2 separate regions of the Mus musculus genome follow, and region 1 is linked to region 2. Evidence: chromatin contacts called from public HiChIP or PLAC-seq data. All regions are on one chromosome and are shown on one strand. Each heading gives the region's core, a stretch centred on a gene start, on an enhancer-like site or on the middle of the called end of the contact. The rest is flanking DNA. Distances are from core to core; before and after follow the strand shown. Region 1 has its middle 12 kb from the start of Pde6h. Region 2 overlaps Atf7ip (activating transcription factor 7 interacting protein).

Evidence for each region. HiChIP or PLAC-seq counts read pairs in DNA pulled down with a chosen protein or histone mark.
Region 1: a contact with region 2 is called in an H3K27ac HiChIP or PLAC-seq map of the NIH/3T3 cell line, with 4 times the contacts expected there. The contact joins two enhancer-like sites. A contact is called at or near these places in 2 of 115 datasets of contacts at active chromatin or transcription factors (the NIH/3T3 cell line and effector CD8 T cells) and 1 of 9 other capture datasets (liver).

Annotation. Positions count from the first base shown.
Region 1 is chr6:136,964,711-136,967,681 of GRCm38.p6, reverse strand. No RefSeq gene overlaps it. Among named protein-coding and RNA genes, the nearest start is that of Pde6h, 12 kb to the right of the region's middle. Within about 2 kb of position 1,656, at least 146 of the 459 cell types and tissues checked have an H3K27ac peak or open chromatin away from gene starts, as enhancers often do. A contact at or near this core is called in the NIH/3T3 cell line and effector CD8 T cells, where this site is marked.
Region 2 is chr6:136,530,709-136,534,177 of GRCm38.p6, reverse strand. The region is part of intron 1 of Atf7ip (activating transcription factor 7 interacting protein); the gene reads right to left. Among named protein-coding and RNA genes, the nearest start is that of Atf7ip, 14 kb to the right of the region's middle. Within about 2 kb of position 2,122, at least 307 of the 459 cell types and tissues checked have an H3K27ac peak or open chromatin away from gene starts, as enhancers often do. A contact at or near this core is called in the NIH/3T3 cell line and effector CD8 T cells, where this site is marked.

The DNA of each region.
Region 1 (2,971 bases), core at 407-2,906, 430 kb before region 2:
CTGCTGACCAACCCCACATCAGCCTTTTGCTTTCCAGAGAACCTTCTCCTACCTTCTTTCAGCTTAAACTTCTTCCTGAGCTCACAGCAGGGGTCAACCCCACAAAGACACAAAGCCCAGACTCTCCCTCCCCCTCGCTGTGCTGTTTTCTGCCTGTCTGGGGTACGATTGGGTTTAGGAAAGGTGTCAGTGTGTAGATTATGGGCAACACCAACCTCAACCTCTATCCAATCCCAGGAGCAGGCTGGGAAGCGTGTTCCTTAATTAGCTTCATGGCATCCTTTCCTGGTCTTTCAGAGGATCAGTGGAGTGGGTTGAATTCCCTGGCATCCTGTAGCTATGTGCCCTGCCCTCTCTGGTTGTTACAGCTAATCAGGTTTCTTGGAGTTCTAGCTACCGTGCTGTTGCTGTACCCAAGTTATTGTACTGCCCTTTACTTTCAGTTCCCTAAAACAAACAAACAAACATTTTCTTAGTTTTTGGGGGGAGTAAGGGTGGGGGTGGTTCTCAGAGACCAGAGAGGGCATCAGACCCACTGGAGTTGGAGTCATAGGCAGTTGTGAGCCTCCCAATGGAGGTACTTGGGAACAAACTCAGTTCCTCCGCAAAAACAGCAAGCATTTAACCTCGGAGCCATCTCTCCACCCCCAGCCCAGTCCCTTTCTTCAAACCTCTGCATTACCCTCTTTGAATTGGGCACCTCTGTCGCCCCAGTGCTGAGACGATTTTACTGCTTCCCTAGGTGCTGTTTCTACAGTAAAGCGTTGCCTATTTCTCATTAGCAACAATGAGAATGGTAGGACTGGAGCTTCTTAAGAATAGAGACAAAGGGGTTTGAGTTCGATGCTGTGCTGGACAGTTTTATGTCAACTTGGCAAGCTAGCGTCATCCAAGAGGCGGGAGCCTCTACTGAGAAAAATGCCTCCATAAGATCAGGCTGCAGGGAGGCCTGTAGAGCAGTTTTGAATTAGAGATTAATGGAGGAAGGCCCAGCCCAGGAGGGTGCCATCCTTGGGCTGGTGGCCCTGGGTTCTATAAGAAAGCACGCCTTTAATCCCAGCACACAGGAGGTAGAGGCGGGTGAATCTCTGAAGCTGAGGCCAGCCTAGTTTACAGAGCTACTTCTGGTACAGCAAAGGTAACACAGAGAAACCCTGTCTCAAAAGGAGGGGGGGCGGGGGGGGGAGAGGGAAGGAGAAGGAAAAGAAGAAAGAGAAAAAGGAGGAGAGAAAGAAAGAAAAAAGAGAAAAAAAGGGAGAGAGGGAAGGAGAGTTAGAGAGGAAAGAAGAAAGGAAAAAGAAAGCTGGCCAAGAAATCCATAGGAAGCAAACATAGAAGCAGTGTTCCTGCGTGGCCTCTGCATCAGCTCCTGCCTCCGGGCTCCTGCCCCGCTGGAGTTCCTGTCGACTTCCTTCAATGATGAACTGCAATGTGGGAATGTAAGCTGGTGAACTTTCCTCCCTAACTTGCGTTCTGGTTATGGTGTTTCATCACAGCAATAGAAATCCTGACTAATACAGCTGAGATGCAGGCTCCATCAGCGCCTGCTCACCACCCAGGGCTGGCCATCTGTGTGACGCATCTATGCTGCAGGGCTGGCCTTCTGTGTGACACATCTATTCCGCCTCCTCACTACGACTTCACAAACATTGGAAGGTGGCTGCCAGTTTCTGTTCCAGGCTCTGTGTCATCGATCCTTCCACTGTCCCTCCTGCAGCATCATGTCCCTGATCCTTCTCCTCCCTGGCCGTTAGATATGTCTGTGTAATGGTTGGTCCTGGTTGTCAACTTGACTAGATTGAGGGATAGCTAGTGGATTAGAAAGGCATGTGTTTGTGATAGTGTTTCCTGGAACAATCCGATAATGAAGATCTGAGATACTGAACAGATTAGTCCCATGATCAAATTATAATATAATCTGAGAGTGTATTGAGAGGTGGTGGAAGTGGAGGCGGTATTTAGTTGGAGGAACTAAATCACTAGAGGCATCCTTGGGGCCTATATATCCCTGTATCCCACCTCTCTCCCTGCTTCCCAACTGCCACAATGATGTGAACTGTCTCACACAATGGACTGAATCCTCTAAAAATGTTGGCCAAGATATGTGTAGTCCCTTCAAATTGTTTCCCGATATTTTGTCCTGGCTATAAGAGAGGTAGCTAACACACACCCTTTTCTTCAGTCTGTTTTGTTGACATTGTTTCGTCTTTAGGGGGGGGGGAATCCCATCTATAAAGTAAACTAAGTGTGAACCAGGGCCTTGTGCAGCTGAAGAACTAGACCTCCCTACTCCAAAGACCAACCACAAGGCAGGACTAAGGGGTGATGGTTGTCAGGTGCCACAACTGACTCACGGTGTCTGGAGGGAAGACAGGGAGGCCACGGGGAGTTTCCTGCTGCAGTGCAAGCTCACATTCCCCTGCTGTCTCCTTCATCAAACACTTCCACTTTCAAGTTCATATTTTGCTTTTTCTCGTCTGTTTCTAGCTTTATGGCTAGAAGATTATTCAGCCATTACAAAGTAATTGTCATAGCACTGGTGGCAGGGGACAGGCTCATGAGAGCTGAGTCCCTCTCCTGAGTCTCCCCTTTTCATGCTTAAGTACTGAAGACCACAAAGCCATTTATTTTACCGCCGCTGTGAACCTCAAATTATGGAATTCAGGCAAATTGGAGGGTCTAGGGGGTGAGTTTCATGCAATTCACTGATAGCCTCAAGAGAGAGATGCGAGCCTTCCCTACCCATCCTCCTCTTTTCCTTCTCTTCAGTTAATTTCCTCCATTCTTTTACCACACATTACAAAACTGAAATGAAGAAATTCACGTTCTCAGCAACAAAGCCTAAAACCACAGGTGGCGCTCACTTGCATTACACAACTGCCTTTAAAAAACGTTGTGGAAAGACAGCTATGTGCACATGGCTTTTAACACAACTTCTGGGGTGAAGCAAACCGGCACTTTACTTAGAGGG
Region 2 (3,469 bases), core at 873-3,372:
AGTAACTACTATAACATAAGCACTGCTTAAGATAAAACTGTTCTACCTGAATTATGTGAGTGGAATGTCATTCCTGCTTTCGGGAGTGCGCAGCAGCACACGAACCTGTGATCCAAGTACTGGTGAGGCAGAGACTAGAGGTCAGGGGCCTCACATACTTAGCAATCTAGGCACAACCAACAGCAGGCCACACTGAGATCACAACTCGAAAAAGGAGAAAAGAAGGTGGGGGGGGGGAATGAGGGAGGGAGAAAGGAAGAGAAAGAAAAAATTATTCTCCCAATTTGCTAGGAAACCATGATATTGTAGTTTAGCAAACATTTCTGTTTTACAATGCTAAACACCTTTTTCAAATTTACAATTTGAGTATTAACAATTTTAAATATGTACAATAATGCTACTTACCTAAAACAATATTTATTCTAGGTACCAGATTGCATTAGATTGACCAAAAAATGTACAGGTCTATATGTGAAACTACTCTGAAATTTAAAATCTAAATCCAAATGCCAATTCGAACAAAAAGTAACCTAAGGAAAAGTACGACACTATATAAATGTGTGTGTTTGTGTGTGTGTGCATGTGTGTGTGTGCATGTGTGTATGTGTACACATATATTTACTATAATTAGTGAGCATGTGAGACAGCACTGAAGCATATAACAAAAAAACAATATTTTTTCTATGTTTTAATGTAGCAAATTACCATTCTTTTTATAAAACTACCATAAAAATCTCATTTTAAAAGTCAGAAAATCATAATCTTTCTAAACAAGGCTAATTAATGGCTTCTTAAAAAACTCTCAATATACAGTTTGAATTTCTACAAATATCTAATGAATTAATTATCAAATACACAAGGAGCATTAAATTCGGCATGGATCAGAAAAGCACCACTGTGGTGATCCAGTGTCCTGACAATGACAACAAACTGGTGAGGAATCACAGGAGGAATTTAACCTTTGACCTCACCATCCCAACACACGGTTTCTCTAACACAAGCTTACAGGTCTTAGTAAACATGCCAACTTTTTCACATGCGAGTTCTCCTTCCTATCCAAGCTTGGTCATGTTCTAATGTTTTCTAATTGTAATGCTTAAAGATCAAAGCTTCCTGGCTCTTACCTCTGATCCTGGTGCATGTGACAAGTCTCCTCACTGGCACACTTGCTGCCTATGCAGCTTCAGGGATTGGGTTAGCAGCCATTTTGAGACAGCTGCACAGTCTCAGTTGCACAAAAGTGTAATTAAGATGGCTGCACTGTGCACTGAAGAACTCACACAGTGAAAACTCAGCCATGGAGCAAAGCAAGCCCCTCCCACTTTGTCAGGCTGCAATAAACTGAACACAGATAGCTAATGCATATACTGCAACAAACAATGCAGCCACTTAGGACACAGAAAAGAAAAAAGAAGGCAGCAAGCCAGTTTTGCAACAAAATGCCTGGGAATCCGGACTTGCAATACAGAGTCTGGGCACATTCCGATCCCAAACAACTTGAAATCCAGGCCACGTATTAGCAGTAACAGAGATAGAGCCAAATCACGCAGAGTGCACACCAGGGAATTGCCTGAAAGCAAGCCTCCATTTCAGTCCAGAAAAGAGAGGAGAAAGCCAGTCCCTCGAACCCCACTCAAGAGCCCCTTTTTCTTTCTATTTACCTTTTCTATTTTACCTTTAATGGAACACGGCCATCACAAGAAGAGTGTCAAATCTGTCTAAATCCTATATTCATTTGATCACGTTGATTTTAATTTTAAAAAGCTAATTAAATTGTTTTGACAAAATCTAAGCTTCAAAAGTACTCAATCTAGCAGAATGGTTAGACTTTACAACCACATTTTTTAGTTGGAATGATACAGTCTTAAAAACTAAGGTGGTAACAAAGCATATTTTAATAAGTTCCCATAAAATTAAATATCTCTTTGTAGTCTGAATGTCCTGAGTACACTCCCAGGATACACAGAGCTACTAGTATAAAGTCAATGGTACTAGTATAAAGTCAATGAAGACCAGAGACTCCCAGGGAAGGGGAACCGGAGGACAAAGGGTGCAACCTAGTCCGGAAGTGGGGAGGTATAATCAAGCCACATCTGAGAACACCCCAGCAAACTTGGCAGAAGAAAGGCCCCAAGGCACACAAAGGGCCTGTTCTGCTTCTCAGGCTCCAGCAGCTCTGGAGCCAGGCTCCTCCATCCTTCCGCACACGGGTTCAAGCTCAGTGTTCTTGTGTTGTGCTATCTAAATGTGGGCACTTACTACGACTGTTTAAGGCATAAGAGAGGTGACAGACAGACTGGCCGCAAGAGATGATAATTCACGTGTTTCCTTATCTCATTCTATTTCTGTATACACTTGATATATTACATATACATTTTTTTAATTACTCAGTCTTAAAAGAGACATTATTCAAGTTTCCATGAGATGAACTGGACAATGTCTGTGAAAACTGTCTTAAAAGCTATATTAGAAAACAAAATAAAATAAAATAAAAATAAAAATAAAAGTTACAAAAAAAAAATTAGTCTGGGGGGGGGGGTCAAGCCTGGGCCTTGACCATACTACATGCTTCATATCACTGAAGTATGACACCAACCCTTGTTTTGTATTTTTTTGGGACAATCTCACTAACCAAAACCCTGAATCCACAGTACATTCAAGCTGCCCTCAAACTCGCAATCCTCCTGCATCTACCCCCCGAAGGTATTTGTGATACCTTACCTGGCCAAGCCACAGGAGCCTTAGAGCATTGTGGCTGAGGATGGTTTCGTTTATTCAATAAAATCAAGATGTTAGTAAACTACGACTGTTCTGAATAGATGTGCTCACAGTATAGCTAACCTGATAAACCTTGGGTACTATCTCAATTGTTACTGAGTCTAATGGCAGGCTTTACCACCAATCTGTGATATCCATAACAGGCTCAGAGACTAAATAACAGTCAAACTTCAATAAAAGCTGAAAAATAACCTAGCTGTACACTCATCCATACAGTTTTTAGCCAACCTGTTTAGATACTGGGTTTTCTCCTTCTAATAAAAACAAGAAAAGAGAATATCAGGCTGCTGTCGTGGCTTATACCTTTTGTTCCGTGTCCCAGAAAAACAACAGTCCAACTCAACAGATAAATTCTAGTCTAGGCTCGTCTGGATTCAACAGGTTTTGTTTGGTTGAGACAGTCTCACTCTTTAGACCTAGACTAGCCTAAAACATATAGCATTCTTCATGCATCTGCCTTCCAAAGTCCTGGGTTAACAAACATGGGCTAGAACACCCACCATTCAGAACTAACACTAATGGTCCTCTCCTTAACAGCCAACCCTCTTCTCCTCACTGTGTCCATCATCCAAACCTGAGGTAACTGCTCTCAAGATCTCTAGCTCTTATCTCCACTTCATTGACCACACTTCAACACTCTCTCTTCACATACCATGTAAAATCAGAAGATCAGAAACTGCACCTTAATTTG